Linked DNA regions of Hordeum vulgare: region 1 is linked to region 2. The links are chromatin contacts, called in public Hi-C maps. All regions are on one chromosome and are shown on one strand. Each heading gives the region's core, a stretch centred on a gene start, on an enhancer-like site or on the middle of the called end of the contact. The rest is flanking DNA. Distances are from core to core; before and after follow the strand shown. Region 1 holds the start of LOC123452247 (splicing regulatory glutamine/lysine-rich protein 1). Region 2 holds the start of LOC123398190 (trafficking protein particle complex II-specific subunit 130 homolog).

Region 1 (3,467 bases), core at 673-3,172, 360 kb before region 2:
TAGTTTTAGAATCAAATCACCAACTTTGGGTAAGAGCACTCTCTTGCCATCAAGGACTTGTAGTGCAACTCAAATCAGGGTTTTAAATAATTAGAAATAAGAAAAAGGATTTTGAGAATATTTAGGTTATGAAAAATATGTTTTTTGATATCACACAATCAAGCATACAAGCATACAATGATAACCATGGCACTCACATCATTGATTTTAAAAAGTTTTAATAAACTCAGATTTTTTTGAACTACACTAAAAGTAAAGTGAAAACAGGGTGTGACAACAACGTACACATGTTTGTTGCATTGACAACTCAATATCATCATAGTACATAAATGCATTGCATTGACACCGACTTGTAAGATCAACAAACACATTGATGACACACAAAAATGTCGGTTACATTTGACAACAACTGCTTAGGTCGGCCAACACATAAATGTATTACACTGAAGTTAGCTGATCATAATGACATTACTACTTATATAATCCAAAATGACACACCATTCAGTACACTACCACAATGATACACTATTCAACGACTAAATTTAGAAAGTCATAACAACTAATTCAACAATACTAACACAATCTCACAACCTCGGTTTTACTATTGACTATAACAGCATAAACGTATTCCTGATTCCCCGTCGCATCTTCAGAAGCACTACCACTCTTCACTTTCTTCATCTTGGTTCCAAAAAATACTCAACATCTACCTCAGCTATTCCTTTATTAATAACGTAGTATAACATTTTTCATACAACCAACATCATCAAACAGAAAGCAACAATCTATTTGCCATGTCTTCACAAGGTATACAGAAAAGTAATCTTCATGACCACCCTGAAAGAAATGTAATCACTAAGATGGGCCTTTAAGCTTTGGCAATGATAGCTTGTCCCTTACAATCTCTAAGATTGCATCATCCCCTCCGCCCCAATATAGTCTAGCTCAGGCCCAATTCAAACAAATTCCTCACCAAAATCACTTGGATCCATGGTTACTGAACAAGACCTATTATGCAACATAAAATTATTTTCTATTAGCTAATTCAATAATTAAAAAAAGAGCAATTTTTAAGCTCAAATGTCTAACATCTTCGACAAAAGAAAATCATAGAAACCATCATTTTTGTATTTTAAACCCTAGCCATACCCAAGTAACAACGAAGAATGTGATAACAATAACATTAAGAGGAAAAAAAGAATACTAGCATATTGCGTGTACTTCATCCATAACGACCAGCCGCTTACCACCTACATGTCTGAAGGTGAAGGAGAGAAGGGAAAGAAGTGGGGAAGAGTTGGGGGGGGGGGGTTGTTTGGTGTTGTGGTTATGGTTGTGAACTTGTGGTAGACTAGGATTGGAGTGTATATGGTGGCAGTTTCAGAAAAATTATGCAAACCAACCCGTGGTTGGATTGTTAGGAGGACTGTGCTATCCCGTGTCCACCAGAGTTTAAATCTTAGATTTGACATTGATGTTTACATTTTTTTCTAAATTTATTTTAGACCTTTCAGCGCTGTGCGTTTAGTGGGAGGAGACGTTCCTATCAACTACGAAGGCGTTTGCGACGAGTTCGTCAATCTCAAGATGATGTGCCGATTCGGTCTCTCAAAAGTCTTCATAGGGATAGGGTCTGTGTGCATGCGTTCATAGGCGTGAATGTATACTCGTGTATGTGAGCGACTTCAATTGTACTCTGCTAAAAAAAAGTTTAAGGAATTTTAGTTCAAACTTTTTTTTCTTTTAATTTAAGGAAAAGACGGCTTGCGTTCAGCCGAGCGCCGGCGCACACGCGCGCTTCCCGTCTGCCGACTCGGTCTGGTTCACGAGGCCCAGCCTCCGGGCTACTGCCCGACCGAGACAATCGATCGAGCCGCTCCTCGCATTTCCTTTACCCTTTCCTTTTCCGCGAGAGAGGAAAGGAATAACGTACGTGCGTGAGATTTTTCCCGTCAAACACCCCGTCTTCCCTCGCCGCCGCCGCCGCCACCGCGACGACCCGCGAGCCATGGCGCCGTCCGCCAGCTCCTCATCCTCCTCCTCCGACAGCACGGACTCCACCGGTTCCTCCTCCTCATCGGGGAGCGACCGCCGCGTCCGCCGCCGCCACAGCCGCCGCAAGGACGCCGCGCCGTCCACCTCCTCCTCCTCCGCGCTCAAGGTGCGCAAGGACCGCAAGCCCCGCCACAAGCGCCGCCGCCGGGAGAGGCGGAGGTCCCGTTCAGACGACGACGGCTACAGGCGAGCCTCCCCCTCCTCACCCCCTCTCCGTGTATAGGTTTCCGTTGCTAGCTAGGGTTAGGCTGAAAGAGCTCGTGATCTAGGAGATTCGGTTGGTGCGGATGACTTTGGAGGGTCGGGTGAGAGGAAATATATGCGTAGATCAACATCGGTGTCTCGATTTCCCTGTTGGAATCAAAGGGGTAATGACACGCAGCTCTTCCTTCTAGAATTGGGCTTGTTGGAGATTTTGCACCAAGTCCGAGATACAATACCTAGGCTGGGTAATAAGAACTAACGAGGACAGTAGTATATGCTGCACTTCAGATTGCTATGGGTGGTGATAGAGTTGCAGTGTTGATCAAAGACAGAAAGCATGTGAGGTGATAAGGGGAAAACTATGGTTGCGATTTGAACCTGGAACTTTTAACTAGCTTCGTTTTGTTCTTTCTGTTACAGATATCTCTTGTATGATACTCCCTCCGTCCCAAAATTATTGTCTTAGGTTTATATAAAAATGGGTGTATCTAAATACTAAGATGTGACTAGATACATTCATATATAGATAATTCTAAGACAAGAATTTTGGGACGGAGGGAGTATAAAGGAAAGGCTTCTTAGATATGAGTTGAGCTTGCTGACTATTTATTAATGATCAGTGAGTGCCACATTTACCAATTTTTGGGGTGACATGTCTTTTAAGAAGTGGAGATGAGGGCCATCTGGTCATTGGCAGTCGATGTTTCATTCTATGATGATATTTTTTCCTGTGAAAAGAACCAACGTTGACAGTAATATATGCTGGAAATTGAGCGAAATTACTGTTCTGCATGGGATTGCTATTGATGGGGATAGAGCTGTAGTGCTGATCAAGGAATGTAATCATGTGAGGTGATAAGGAGACTATGGGAGGAGAATGGTTGTGATCTAAATCCGGAACTTTTAAGTTGTAACAAGCGGTGTTCTTTTCTTTCATTAGTTAATAAAAGTCACTCAAGATAAGAACTTTTATTTCATCAGTTAATAAAAGTCACTCAAGATAAGAACTTCTTAGATACGAGCTGAGGGTGCTGATATATTTTCTAAGAAGTGGAGGTGGGGGTCGTCTGGTCATTTCAAATCGACATCTTATTCTTTGATGAAATTTTCTCTGTGATTTGAGCTATTATGATGTCAAACTCTGGGCAGGCCGCCTTCCTGAAGAAAAGTTGTTCTGCGAACCCAAGCGAAACACATACTAAAATTAG
Region 2 (3,468 bases), core at 524-3,023:
TATGCAGTCCACCATTTTCGAGTCAAAATCATCCCAGAATTCATCATCAGGTCCATGCAGATCAAATTTGCAGCACCTATATCATTGGTGGGCATTTTAAATTTGCATGTAATTAAGTATTATTTGCAGTATCTGAACTGAAAACCCCAAAAGGAGTTGCTTGAAAATTCATAAATGGAGGCATCCTCCGAAAAAAATCAGTGCAAGATGACATGTGACAGTAGGATGTTGAAGTCAAACAACAAATACATACAAATATTCAGCACACGGATATGTGTGTTACTAACTCCACTATGGAGACATGGCAAGAAACTTACCTTTCTCTCTTTTTAGTGTTGAAATCGGCCTCAAGCCTAGCGTATACTTTCTTTGCCATCTTAGTTGCTTGATCATTGCTAGGATGGGCCTTCGACACAAATACAATGAACCATTCTCTCTCATCATTTTGCACAATTAATTTGAGGCGAGGCTTAAGAATGGTCTTGAACTCATCAAGATCCTGTACATGTCATATATGTGAAGGATGGCAAAAAGTCATGGTCCATTTGAAAAGTGATGTTATCTAAGACTAGAATCAGAAAGAGCAGCATGCAGCATGATATATTTAAAAATGTGGAGAGAAATACCTCGCAAGTAACAAGAACAACAGTAGCATACGGTTCGCGAAACCAAAACAAGTATTGTTCTTGTGGAAACCGACTACGCAGCCTTGAATCAGTTGTCTGTATAAACTCAGCTGGTAGGTTTTCCACAAGAACAGGGTTCCTCGCCTTGTTATTGAGACAGGCTTTCTTGACTGGCAAGCGCTGCTTGAAACTATCTTTGACGTTGAGCCACAAGTCACTGACATCCTCAACTGTTACAAAAGATTATTTGCTGTATGAGAAGGAAATTATATAACAAATACACAAATTTGATCTCGCATTTTGTCAGCATGTGCGGTGAGGAGCAAAAGTAGTCGTGTTAGTCAACTTTCATTGTATAGCTCCGGGCTATACCAATGGGCATCTGCCTGTCCAACACTACAACACTACAGATGTGTGCAATTTGAGATAAATTTCATAATATGCTGGTGCATTATGTGGTTTCCATGCAAATTGTTTGGCCAAATTGGAAATTGGAGACAACACTCATTTCCCATTAGCTTAAGCACTGCGAACTTCACTTGTCACTAATTGAGATGCGACCAGCAGGAGGCAAAACACAACCCTCCAGTCCTCAGATCACCATGAATATCACTCAACAAGATGTCACAGCAAGCCCGAGACCACCATTTCATCTCTATTCTCTATAGATGTCACCATTTCGTCTCCAATTGCCGCCTGATCGGGCGCAACCCGAGAGCGTAGGCCCGAGATCACGCGGGCCGGCTGCGCAGATCGCGCTATGCTGCGAGTCGCGGCAGCGTGCGAGAGAGCGCGTTTCATGGTAGGGATGGGATCCGAGGGGTTAGGAGTAGAGTTAAAAGAGGGGGTGGCGTACCGGCGATGACGATGCGGTCGGAGGAGGACTTGATGGTCTGGAACTGTGCCAGATAGTTGGCCATGACCGCAGCCGGCTCAGGGGCAATGAGATAGCTTCGGCGCTGGGGCTACTCCTCCATGCGGCGAGCGCTCCGCCGCCAGGGAGGTCGCCGGAGACAGGGACGAGGCGGGGGAGTGGCGAGATGCGGAGGGGAGGGGAGAGTGGTGGGGGAGTTGAGTTTGGTGGAGACGACAAGGCGGCAGGCGCTCAAGCGGGTCGGGTCGGGTGCGAAGCGGGCAAATGGCTAACGGGGCGAAGAGGCCGTGCGGTGGTCCAACTGAGTAGCTCGTTGGACAATTTTTGTGTTTTGACTTTTGGCCTAACAAATTCTAAATTTAACCTTACTTTAAAAAAAATCAAATCTAACCTCTTTTGGTGATGTCAACATCTATGGCATCTGATTTGTATGGAAGACGCTAAGATCCCTAACGTATGATATGGACTTGAATGATCGGCTGATCGGCTGAGTGTGTGACGTGCCTCGGTATCACACGCCATGGACCCTAGCGTCTGATCCTGGACCACACGCCACGGACCATAGCGTCTCGTCCTGGACCACATGCCAAGGACCCTCGCGTCTTGTACCAAACGTCGGGGACCTTGGCATATGGATAACGTGGCACATGTTATCAAAAAAATGTTTGTGTGATCTGTTCTGACGAGACGTCAGGGTCACTAGCTTTTGGTACCAAACGTGAGAGTCCTTGGGGTCTGGTCCACGACGAGACGTCAGGGTCCCTCGCGTGTGGTATCGAGTCACGTCACAGACTCAACAGATAAGCCGGTCATGCAAAACATCAGGGACCTTGGTGTCTTCCATGCAAACCAGATGTTACGGATGTTGGCGTCACCAAAAGAGCTCAGATTCAATTTTTTCTGAAAATAAGACCAATTCCGGAATTTGTTAGGTCAAAACATAAAAATTGTCCTCGCTGGCTACGGTTGTGTAGGTCGAGTCGTTAGAGCATCTCCAACTGCGCCCCAACAAGTCCCCCAGGCCAAAAAAAATCGTCGGCGGAGAAAAAATGGCCCAATCGTGCCCCAGGAGCCCTTTTTCATCGGTTAGGGCGGAAATTGGCCCCGACGGTCCTAGATCGAACCCAACGTGCTAGGGGCGCATGGGGGCGCCGGCGTAAACGTTTTTGGCACGAAACAACTATGGACCCACCGAGTCAGCGACTGACGCGCGGTCATCATCCTCATCGCCTCGTTTCCCGCGAGAATCACTGCGAAGGTTGCACCGTCGGTCAGCCTTCCATTGATTCTTCACGACCGTCGTAGTGAAGGCGCGGCGACGCACGTCCCGTCCATTCGGCACCGCTCCGCGTGCCCGCCCGCCCGCAATTATATAAGTCGCCCCTCTCCCCGTCGATGGACACACGCCTCTCTCGCTAGTATCTCGCCGTCGACGCCCTCTCCTATTTCGTCACCGGCGCCTCCTCTCCCTCTTTCTCCCCAAAAATGGTCGAGCGCTTCCCCGGCGATGGAGCAGCACCTAATGGCTTCGGCCGCCGGCACCTCCACGAGGACGAGGCCCGCCTTCTCTACGAGGTGGACTATCCGGCGCCACCGCACATGCGGGTGTTGGGCTCGTGGAGGCTGAGCGCCGGTGAAGTCCGAGTGCCACCCCTGCCTTCTGGAGCTGACCGACGAGCGGAGACCGCGCGCATCCGGTCGCCGTTGCCGGAGAGCTCGCGGAACTTGTTGAGGTACGCCCCCAACAGCATCATGTTGTGGACGACATACTTCGAACGCCGGCACGCCGCCACCAACGGGGTCAAACCCCGCGGCCGTCACAACTCCGAGGGGCGCCGCCAATGGTGGGCGTTCCCGACCGCACATTGGAGGATGTCCTCGAGCACATCGAGGGCGGGAACTCGTAGCAGTACGAGTACCCGCTGCCACCCGCCTTTTCCCGCCGCCGCGGCAGCTCTTGGACGCCGA

Evidence for each region. A called contact is a pair of places that touch in the nucleus more often than the background predicts.
Region 1: a contact with region 2 is called in a Hi-C map of leaf, with 4 times the contacts expected there. The contact joins the promoter of LOC123452247 here to the promoter of LOC123398190 in region 2. A contact is called at or near these places in 3 of 6 Hi-C or Micro-C datasets (leaf and seedling) and 1 of 1 datasets of contacts at active chromatin or transcription factors (embryo).

Annotation. Positions count from the first base shown.
Region 1 is chr5H:113,386,064-113,389,530 of MorexV3_pseudomolecules_assembly, reverse strand. LOC123452247 (splicing regulatory glutamine/lysine-rich protein 1) reads left to right here and starts at 1,922. Exons shown (of 6, transcript XM_045128871.1): 1 at 1,922-2,241. The coding sequence starts at 2,009.
Region 2 is chr5H:113,027,182-113,030,649 of MorexV3_pseudomolecules_assembly, reverse strand. LOC123398190 (trafficking protein particle complex II-specific subunit 130 homolog) reads right to left here and starts at 1,773. Exons shown (of 21, transcript XM_045092690.1): 1 at 1,483-1,773; 2 at 627-856; 3 at 318-499; 4 at 1-76. The coding sequence starts at 1,546.